2 separate regions of the Gasterosteus aculeatus genome follow, and region 1 is linked to region 2. The links are chromatin contacts, called in public Hi-C maps. All regions are on one chromosome and are shown on one strand. The core of a region is the stretch at or near the end of the contact, and the rest is flanking DNA. Distances in the headings are between cores, read along the strand shown. Region 1 holds the start of meox2a (mesenchyme homeobox 2a). Region 2 overlaps agmo (alkylglycerol monooxygenase).

Region 1 (5,437 bases), core at 200-2,699, 41 kb after region 2:
GGCCACACGGCGCCGGTGTAGTCTTTTACAATCTGTGACATTAATTCTTTACTGTGAAACTCACTTTGTGGCCTCTGAGGAGTGTCGCAACAAACCAGATGTGATTTCTTTTTTTTTTTTTAAACAAAACACGGCAGGAGTCAGATGTGCCCACGCGGGTTACGATGTGGCCTTCGGCTCCTCGCTGCAGCGGCTCGTCAGCCGACACCTACAAACTGCTTCTCACACCGTTCTCTTGTTTTCCTATCGGAGGAATCTCAACAGTAATGTGCTGTTAAAGGATTGAGTGTGTTATTCCTGTGCTCTGCACGGAATTTATTAAATTGACGATATTTATGCAACGGTGTTTATCTAACAATAAGGCTGATAAATGACTTGCTGGAAATGCCTTCAAAGAAGTTCTCGTAAAGTCTTTGGCGATGTGTCACAAGCGGCTTATTTATTCACAATGAATAAAGGAAAAATTACCAACGCGATAAAATCTGGGACCCCCCCCCTTACCTGAACTGTCGCTTTTCCTCTTGCCGTTCCTCTTCTCGGCCTCGGCAGGTGACAGAGTCTGTCTGCCAAAGTCTGCAGGCGCGCAGGAGGCCCCCGTAGGGGTGCTGCCGATGCCCAGACTCGGGGTGCTGGCGCACATGCTGGGCCCCCCCGGGTGTCCCAGGTCCGGGGGCGCCGGCCCGCTGTCGTGGGTCGAGTGGGAGTGCGGGTGGCAGAGGTTGTGGCGCATGTTCCCGCCAGGTGACGGCATCTGCGGGATGTGCCACGACGCGTGGTGCTGAGGCGGGTGGTGGTGGTGCTGCTGCGAGGGCAGGTGGCCGCGGTGAGGGTGGTGGTGGTGGTGGTGGTGGAGGTGGTGCTGCCCGGCAAACAGGCCGTCGTCCACCGGGTAGCTGGAGATGATGCAGGGAGAGGGCGAGGAAGTGGAGGAGGAGGATGAGGAGGAGGCCAGGTCGGGGTAGGAGACGTGGTCCGAGCGTCCGTGCAGAGTCAGGGGGGACTGGGTGAAGGCGGGGTGCAGGGCCTGGGCCGGCGCGTGGGGGCTCCGCAGGCACCCGAACAGTGTGTGATCCATCGCGTGCAAACACAAACGCACACGCGGGGCCCTCCGAGGAAAGGTGAGAAGGGCAAGTAAAAGAAGGTAAAGTTACTGAATCAAACCCAGAAGATAAAATCACAAGCACATATCCAAGATCCTTTGACTATCCCAAAAGTTTTTTTTTTTTCCTCCAGTTTAAAAAAAAAAAGGAAGTCTACTCTCGATTAGTCAGAGCAGAGAGCAAAGTGTGTTTTGTATATGGTGTCCTGTGGTAATCCGGAGCGCGCGGCCAGTTGCCAGGCTGTGCAGGATAAACAGTGAGCTGCAGAACAGCCTCTCGGATGTCTGGAGGAGCGGAGGGGACTGGAGCTCGAGGCGGGGAGCAGGAGGCGCTTCCCACTAGGAACTGCAGAACGAGGGGAGCCGGGCGGAGGGGATGATATAAATAGGGTGTAACGTGAGAGGGAGGCTGGGTCACAGGCTGCATACGCGCTACTGACCACATACATATGATCGCCCTCCAAAAAGCCCAGCGCAATAAATCTCTACTATTAAAAATGGCCGAGCCTCAGGAAAGAGGGCAATTTATTTTGGACTTGGACCTGACCTTTCTGGCCGTCTTTTTGCTCACTTTTCTGAAAGAAATGGTCGGTGGGTGGGGCTGGGGGGTGGAGGTGGAGGGAGAGACAGGGAGGCGAGGTGTCAGGGGTTAACTCAGTGTGTCGCCCCGTCTTTCTCAGCTTTGACCCTTTAAAACACTGTTGGTCTTGTGGAAGAAGCCTTCAAAGGCTTTCCTCTGCCCAGTGTTTGTTCCCCCTCTTACTCCCCGTATGTCTTTCTCCACACTACTTTTTAAAGGACACGCTTTATTCAAAAGTAATAACCAGTAACAGAAAAGAAAGAGTTTTGTTACGGTCCAGACAGAAATAAAGGTTAACATTTTATATCTATTACTAAATATAAAAAAAACAACCACAGTTCATTTTACTTTAGTGCAGTCAATCATTATATAGGAGCGGGTTTTTCTTCTACATATGATTTGTATCTCATTTTGAAATGAAACACCTCACGTCGTCAAATCAAAATACAAAACACACAGCAATACTGACACAGGTCTGACCTTTAATGTGGGGTCATGAAGTTGAAATAACAGCTTCGTATTTTTTTGTTGGCCTCTCAAACACCACGTTTGTTGGCTTTGAGATTACCATTAATTACTGTAGCAATGCAGAAACATTGTTTTTTTGCTGGTGCAAGGTGCTCGCAGACAGAAAAAATAAATATAAATATTGTTACCAGGAATAAAAAACCCTGAAAATGGTTTACGTCTTTGCATAAGATTTAAATATTTTAAACACCTAGAACCTCAGCACCAAACACGTTGTCATTCCTCACATTCATCATCTTGGTCATTAAAGGCCCTAAAAGTGGAGCAGGAAAAGAAATATGTCGGTAAACACCCAGCAGTGAAAGAAGAAAGCCCCCTTTGTCATTACTTCCCTAATCCTCTCTTACTTTTATTATTGTTATAATAAGCTCAAATAAAACCAAAGCAGAATTATTATCCCTTGAAATTTTTTATCTAACTTCTGATAAAACTCGTCTGAATGAATCCCGGTCTGAGGTTAAGTTATTTTTTTCCTTGCAGCTAAATTGCTTTACTTGTAGAATTTGTACAGATAACATGAATTAAAACACTGTAAATATGTTTTAGATTTTTATATCTACAATAAAGATGAATAATCCCGTTACACATGCACTTTCCCCGTTCTTCAAATCTCTGAAACTCTGAAAGCAACGATGTGACTTGTACTGTTTTAAATTCAGATTTAAAGTGCACACGGATTTAGAGTAAAATAATACATAAAACGTATTATAATTCTATAGCCGTTGCAGAGTTTTTGGTGGCTGCGGCAGGTCCTTTTAAATGTGGACCGTCACCCCAACCCCGGGGAACCGGGCGGACGACTCGCAGGCGGTGCCACAGGCGCTGTGGGCCGTCTGAGAAAGGAAATTAATTCCTCTTTGAGGGAAAATGACTTTAACAGATAGCACGGGGGAGGAAAGGCTGTAACTTTGCTGCTGTCACCCTCCACCCCCCAACACACGCACACACGCACACGCACACACACACAGTCACTCCAAAGCCTCCAAAGGCAGCAGAGGCAGCGCAGGAGAGGAAAGGCACCTTAGGTGAGTGAGTGTGAAACTCTTCTACTGTTTACCTTACAAATTAAGGCTATTAGCAGGTTGGGCTTTGTATGTGCAGAGGGCCCGGAGCAGGTAATAAGAAAGCACACGTGTTTTCCATCCTGGCGCAGGGATGGCCCGTGGGGGTGTTTTCAGTCAATAGTTTTTGGCCCTCGTGGGCTATTTGAGGCAAAATATCCTGCTGTGTGAAGAAGCGTGGCTTACACCGATAGTCGTGCCAATCTTGGGCTTTTATTGTGAAAATACACGCAGTTATTTTGAAGTTCCACATCAGGTATATCAATCAAAATGTCTTTTTTTGCACTTCAGGAATCAGGAAACATTTATTGCCAAAATATGTCAGACATACAAGGAATTTGTCTTGTATATATTTATATATATAAATATACACATACCTGTTTGTCTTTTTAGATCTTAGAAATTAGATCTTAGATCTGAACACAATTACCAAAATAATTAAAGATGTTATTATCGTGGCACTAATAGAAATGTTTTATAAATTAATTAATGCTATATGTCAAACTGACTTAAATTTGTTTTATTCATATGTCTCTTTTTTGGCAAATTAATTATTCTTAAAATACAATCAAGGAGAGGTGGAGACAGGCTGAAACTATTACTACTGATTATTTGCATGCCTTAATTGTACATGTATTGATATTCATCATGTCAATATCTTTTATATATCACAGTTATCGTCATAGCGGTATACCTTGATATCCCTGCAAAGAATACAAATAGATGACTAAATAAATAAGACGCTTTTCCAGTTTCATCAAATCTGAAATGTTGTGGAAAACACATTTTAATATACCTTAAACACGGGAACGTTTCATGTGACGAGAGTCCACTGGTCCAAACTGGTGAAGAGGCTGCAACAGCAAGAAAGTGTAATTATAAAAAAAGAAAGAGGTCAGTGGGGAGGGGGGGGGGGCGTCGCTTGTGTCCGTGTTTCTGATGGCGACGTTTCACCGCAGTAGACAGAAACCGAAGGTAGACCTGCCGCTCCACCTGTGGCTGTCAGTCACCCGGGCGGGGAGGATTACAGCAAACACAGCTCTCCCTGCGACCAAAACAAACACGCCGCTGCCCCGTCAGACCCCGTCTCATAACCGAGTCCCTCGCTGCCGGCTTTGGGTTCGGTTTTCCTCAGAGAAATAGTGGGAATCTGTTTTTGGAGGGCTGAGACGTGAGGATGTCTGCTGAGACGTTTCTGCCATAACATGTGTTGCAGGAGTCTTTAAAAGCTCCTGCAACACACTTTACTTAAAGCCCCTTTTATGTGCATTAACATGAACGTGAAAATATAAGATGTTAAAGTACATATAAAAGAAAAAGAAAATAATGGCTGACAACATGCAAAGTTACAGCTATAGTGACGATAGAAGGGTCCGAACAAAGTGTTACTCAGGCCAAGGTGTTAAAATACAAATACATTTATGAACATTCGTATTTGATAATTCAAGAGAAGGATTAATGACAATATCGATTAAGTAAATATTTAAGTCATGGATGAAGTGAATAGAGCCGAGTGTTAACGTTTCCTTCCCGATCTGCCTGTACTCACTTTAGTGTTATACGCTTTATAGCAGAAGGCTTTGATGCCTCTCACTATAATAAGGGCATTGAAAAGACCCAGCGTGTGTGTGTGTGTGCAATCATTAATAGACCTGTCCTTCCTTTTTTCCCCCTCTCTCTGCTAATATGGAAACATTTCACAGCGTATAACACTCACTGTGACATACAGAGCCAAGAAACGTACGATTAGAATTAGAAACCCGATATATGCCAAATGAAACAGTCAGCGCGATGACAAAGGGAAAGAAAACTGCACTTAAAGAAGAAGTATGACTTCTTACATATTCATATTCATCTTCCTTCCTGATCTTATTAAACTCTTGCCAGTTTGGATGTTACCGTCAAATTAAACATCCATCACGTCCTCATCATTATTTTTGTTTGAGGATCAAATCTAAAAGCAGCTTTTCATAGAAATAGAAACGTTTCAGACAGGAAATATTTGGACCGTTTAAGATCCGTTTTTTTTTTTTTTTCTTCTGCTTTTTCAAAACTCGCCCGGAGTGGAATATCTCAGCGTCCGCTTCGGAGACAAAGGACACAGTTCCTGCGACCGAGGTAAACGCCGGCCTCGCTGCTCGTTTCCCTTCATGCTTCGGTCAGACTTAC
Region 2 (6,054 bases), core at 3,517-6,016:
TCATGTTCTACTTCTACTTCTGTTGTGTGTTGTTGTGTTTTACCTGAAGGGTTCACAAAAGGTCCACGTCAGATGGGCCTTTCACTGCTGAGTGCATCCGACCTGCATCGCCGTCAGATCTCTTGTGGCGGTTGTGCATGTGGGTCAGGCCGGATAGAGCACCAACATCCAGTGTAGCATTTAAAGAAAACTAAGAAGCATAGTCACATTGTTGTAGGAGAAAATTGTGAAAATAAGTGCAAAAAAGGTCAAAATCTTGATGGAAATATAAAATAACTCTCAATAACTCTGTTGTATTAGAGGCTGTTCAGAAAATGGAGTGTGATTTTTCCATGTCACATTGGAAGGTTTTCTTCCTCTATTCAGCTGTGGTGGTTAATGACTGCTCATGATAACTAACAGGCTGAATATGTGTGAAACTCATTGTAATATTGGCATCGGTATGTGCGAGATTGACTTAAAAACATGATGTGGCATCTTTGGTGTGGACAGTAGCCAGAAACCTCTGCTGTCTGAAATAAATACCGTGCTATGTAAATCAACCATAAAACTCCTTAAGAGCCAATCAAATCACTTTGTTTCCACTCAGAAGGGAGCTTTCCCCTCCCGCCCCCCCCCAGACTGTCACAGCAGCCCAAAGCACATATATCAATTCTACCCCACTTCTGGCTCTCTGCGCTATAAATAGAAGCTTGCGGAGTCTAGCGCAGAACACAATGCATCATAATGGGACCATTATGTAAGGTCCCGTCTATGAACACAGCTGACCCCGGGTCTTCCCACTCATCGGACCGAGGCCACAATGATGTTGGCTGAATATTAGACAAAACCTGCCGAAAATAAGCAAAGCAAGACATTATTGCACAAACAGTTCGTACTAGGCTGCAGGTCTCTTCCTTTTAAATGCCTCAGCGTGTCGGCGGAGTACTCAGCACTACAAATGGGGACACATGGCACACTGCTACATAGCCAAGGGGAATGTTGAATGGCTTTTATCTCATCTATTTTAAAAAGAGTCAAAAAATGACTTTTTCCTTCAAAAATACAGGGAGGAAATGACTCCCGTTTAGGTTTGAAACCAGTTTGTAAGATTTCTGGTGTTCACTCTGCCAGTTGCTGTCAAATGCGCTATCACACACACACACGCACATGCACGTACGCACATGCACACACGCACACGCCCATGCACACGCACGCGCACACACACACAAAGACATGCCAAACAAACCGGCTATAGGACAAAAAAGGGAATGTGTGATGTTTCCCTGACAGTCTTTTAACTTCCTTTAAATGTAAAAGAAACTCATCAAACTACATTTCATACGTAACACGTGTGACCTCATCAGTGCTCATGTGTCGCGGGAAGACAAGGGTTTGATTTGAAATGTAATTTACGTGACCGGCTGAAGATTAAAGTCACCGTGTGTGGACTCAATGATCAATTATTATGTTGACTCTTATTTACAATCAGTTTCTGTTGTCATGGCAACTGCACCAATGCTTGGTACATTTTGTATGCGTTCAGATGCAGTTCAATGAAGCGAGGTAAATTAATTTAAAACCACAGAGTAAGTTGTGTCCAAAAGCCTTTGACGGTCTCCGTTGATGACGCAAATGGATCCGTAATATATCCCACAAGTGGTGACTTTAATCATCTATTCAACACAACATGCTCGGTCAGAGATGTGGGCCCATCGTCCACACCTGTTGAGACGTTGGAGCCTTCAGTCCACCGCTGAAAGGACGAGTAGAAACACTGCATGACGCTCGAGCACCACACGGACCTCGTGCATACGAGAACCACAGACAAGTTGGAGGAGGAAAGCCAACCTCATCGCTCCAGTGATAAGTTCAATCAGAGAAAAGGTTTTGATGAAATCATTTCTTCAGGAGGATGCAGAAGCTTTTAAGAAGCTGCCGTTACGCAGCCAGGATGAAGTAACTGCTGCTTTCCGTCCGGCCTCCCTTACATCACAGCGAGATCCAATTCCCATTGACTGCCTCATTGATCGGCTTTCTTCAGCCACATTTCCTAGTTCCATTAAGCGAGACCCCGGGCAGAATTCCCTCACTGCCTATTAGTAGGATCCCATGTAAAGGTTAAGGCCACATCCGCCCCCTCTGGGGTCAATATTTCAGCTGCTTGATCTGTCGATAGATTGTGTTTCTTCAACCCAACAGATCGTTTATAAAGCGAAGAATACTGGATAAGCACAGAAGCTTCACACCGTATTGGCTCCTTATCTTTGATGGAGAATATTGAACCACGGTTTATTTTGACAGTCATTACTGGACGGACTTAAAATCAAAGACTTAATACTGTGATGTAGAAATGGGCTCTAGAGAAGTCTGTGACCATCTATAGTCGGCTCTAACCGGACAGCGACGCTACAAACCTACGGTGATTTTATACACTATGCAGTGAGTTCAAATCAACCACAACAGTAAAATGGAACATGCACATTACTGCAGCAGTAACATGCGTCCAAAAGCATCCCGTGCTATTAGCGACTTGCGGGAATACAAAATGACCTGAAACAGTTGAGTTTGTTAAATGTTACCGTACACGTTTTCAACCCACAACTCGACTTGCGTGCGTGCTGGGTCCCCACTTGGGAATCATCGCAATGTTACACATCAGGGTTCGACACATCAACACATTGAAAGATTGGGTGAATTAGCGCTTGTGAAATAACAAAAGTGCTGACAAAGCATTAAGTCGTTTAAATCTTTTTTTGGAGCTAGCTGGTAGTACTTTAGTTGGCTTGTTAATTCCACCATTCGTTCAACACTTACATATGACAGCAAATGAACTCTACCTTATGTAAACATGTAGCTGTTTTCTAAATGTCTGGCCTTTATATCTTTTCAAAAAAGCGATATAATTATGAGCATGGTGACTGTTGTGGTGATTAACAAAACAGTACAAACCCGCATCATTTTGTGAATTCGAGCTTTGCCACCAGGTCTGGAGACGTGTGTGTGCGAGTGATTCACGTTAGCACAAGCTCTGTCTCATTAGCACTAGCGCTTGGCAGGGTTATTAAAAAGGTATCGGCTGCTCTTCACTCACACTCACACTGGGCTTTGGTCGGTGACTAAAGCTGCCTCCAGATATGTTTGGAGGATTATTTTGACCATGTAAAGTCGTTAGAGTTTGAGAAATTGTATACTATAAGGAAAACATATTTATATTTGCTTAAAGCCCTGGTGCTAGCATACACAATCATCACCGTTTATCTTATTTGATGAGATGTCTGGTCAGTGATACATATGTATAGTAGAGTGATGCCATCTGTGGATCTGTTCTAAGGAAACATGAATATTCACGCAACACCTTTCATGAATTCCAGTCATTTACATAATCTGCGTACGGTGATGATTGCTACATAATTTTACAGATATTAATATTGTCATATTTGCATGTGAACAAACAGAAGCTGTCAATGTTATTTGAAAACGAGATGAGGCTGTTTTATTCATATTTACACAGTTATGTTTACTTTATTTCAGATAATTTAATTAAATGATGTACTTGGGTATCATTTTGTGTTTTTCCGCCATATATTTGGGGCTGTGATCAAAACCATGCGGTTTTCTGGTATTCATTAAAAATGTTGAATCTTTTCACACCTTTAGTGACTGTGATGTTGTGCATCATGTTGCTAAAAACTGTATTAAAGTATTACTTCCCATCCATTAACCAAACTCTCCAATCTACACTATTACTGACAATTTCTATGTGCATTTGTTCATGTCATTCATACCCTAAAACATAATAAAAGGATACTTTATTGCTGGATATAATATGTAAATATTGTAGGTATTATTAAAAACCTTTGGCTGTATGTCACCAACATGAAACAAGAATTTTGTAGGCTTAAATATTATAAATAAATTGCCTTCAAGTAACAAATTAACTGTGATACCACAATTTTCATTGTGGTATCAGTTCCAATGTTCACCCTGGAATATGTTGATGGGTCTTGATGAGTTTTGTTGAATATAGATTTTGATTTACTCGATTTTTGGCAGTTGATAACAGCACCATCTGCTGTGGACGCTTTGTCACTCCCACACAGGATCTGGAGGAGGAATTCATACGGACAATCTGTCGTTGCGACACACTGCACAAACCCCCAAGGTTTCATTCTGTCTATATTGCCTGTTTTTAAAAGAATAAAAAATTAGGAGCCAAACGTTTCAATTGCTTTTAATTGCAATGACAAATGGAAAACAATGTACAGAAGAGTGTTTGTTGTCCAAAGTAAAAGGCAAAAATTATTCTGTAGCTCAGGGGATAAACAAAAGTGTTAATTCATTAGTACTGAAATTAGCAACGCTGAAATTCTATTAGCACAGTGTAGAAAAAAAACACAGAAGACATTTTTAAACAGAGAATTAGATAATTTGATGAAGAGCACCTTTTCATCACCTTGTCTTACTGACAATATATGTAATAAAGCTTCTTTCAAAACCAGTTATACGTAACCAGTAAAAAGTGAATCCAGCTGAAACTGAAACAATGTTATTGTTGTGATCAAATGATTCTTAACACGGTGTTAAAGATTATTCAAAATATCTCACTATGTAATCATTTCAGTAATTAGAACTTAATAAAACAGCAGATGAAAACCATCCTCGGGCTAACTCTGTGTGCATCGTCCCTGCACAATAAACCAGTAAAACCAGTCAGTGGGCCTTCTTCTTGATGCGGAGCAGCTGGGAGGAGCTCTGCAGAGCCCAGAACAGCAGAGAGAGGGAGACAAAGGCCTGGACAACAGCGACAGAGAGAAAGGGTTAGCGGCAGACGGGTCACCGGGTCTTTCAAAGGGATCAACGCGGCCCACTTTCACTTTACGATCACGGAAAAAACGCAAATTGATCCAGTAACATTAACCATAAAACCACATTTTAAGTAAACATTTAATAGTTGATTATGTAGTTTTGTTGTAGTTGTTCTACTTAATCCTTCTTTTAGAACCTTTTTGATATTTTTTTTGACATTACTTAGACATACAATTATGACCGTATTAAATTTTACAACTTGTTTTGTGTTTATATTGTGCAACACGACAACAGAAATATTTAGCAATATAAATTAAACCCGGATTTTCGGTCAACTGGGGACCAGAATGAGCACATTCCAAATTGTAAATGTTACACGGATTTTCACAGCCCAAAGAGAAAACATGACATAAAACGTGCGAGCCGTATCATTTTCGACCTGTCAACGCGGACGCAAAACCCTGGTAAATCTGTAATTGAAAGAAAACAGTGAGAGACGTTGGCTCTGGGATGCTGTAGAAAGTGGGCTCAGGGGTTAAGGAGCGGGTCTTCTCTCGTGACGGGGTCGAAAGGGTCACTCCGAGAGAGACGAGGCGGGGGGGATCAGGGGGGCTACGCCTGACGCCGCCCTCTCCTCCACCCTCTCCTCCACCCTCTCCTCCACCCCGTGCGGCGCTTTGGCCCATAAACTGCTTCCTACATCGCAGCTCAGGCCAAAACCAGACCGCTGTCCATCACAGGCGGGACGGCCTGATGGGAAGAGAAAAAAGCAACGTTTCCTCCAGGACACGGCAGCTGTTCTCCTCAGAGAGAGAGAGAGAGAATGATGCAGAGCCCTTTCTGCTTTTTGACCTCGCAGTGCCTAAAAAACAGCCCCACGACTGTAAAAGGGCAACGGCTTGACTCTGGAAACAGAGCAACTAATGACGGCAGTTTCCTAGTGGGCCGGGTCCCATCTCCAGATCCAATCTCCACAATTAAAAATGTAATAGATTTTTTTTTTTTTAAATGTATCTTGATTTAATTGGAAAGTTACATTTATACTAACCCTCACTGTCTTAACGATCAGAAAATCTTGGGATTTTATGCTTTTATTTGACCTGAGAAGCCTGTACAACCCAGAAGAATTAAGTAGAGTTGAGCACAGTTGTTGCATTCGCAAACCTGCGGACAAAAGCCGCTTCGCAACCTGCTGCTCCCGATTAAATCCACTTAATACAATACAAGATGGCTGAAAGTATCGTTCAACTGCGAACCAACCCGATG

What was found. A called contact is a pair of places that touch in the nucleus more often than the background predicts.
Region 1: a contact with region 2 is called in a Hi-C map of skeletal muscle, with 4 times the contacts expected there. The contact joins the promoter of meox2a here to the enhancer-like site in region 2. A contact is called at or near these places in 4 of 6 Hi-C or Micro-C datasets (skeletal muscle, tail fin and whole body).

The regions. Positions count from the first base shown.
Region 1 is chr20:5,517,818-5,523,254 of fGasAcu3.hap1.1, forward strand. meox2a (mesenchyme homeobox 2a) reads right to left here and starts at 1,450. Exons shown (of 3, transcript XM_040165561.2): 1 at 502-1,450. The coding sequence starts at 1,075.
Region 2 is chr20:5,473,270-5,479,323 of fGasAcu3.hap1.1, forward strand. It overlaps agmo (alkylglycerol monooxygenase), which reads right to left. Exons shown (of 13, transcript XM_040166036.2): 13 at 4,198-4,773. The coding sequence ends at 4,693. Among protein-coding and RNA genes, the nearest start is that of dgkb, 5.9 kb to the left of the region's middle. Within about 2 kb of position 4,767, at least 7 of the 9 cell types and tissues checked have open chromatin away from gene starts, as enhancers often do.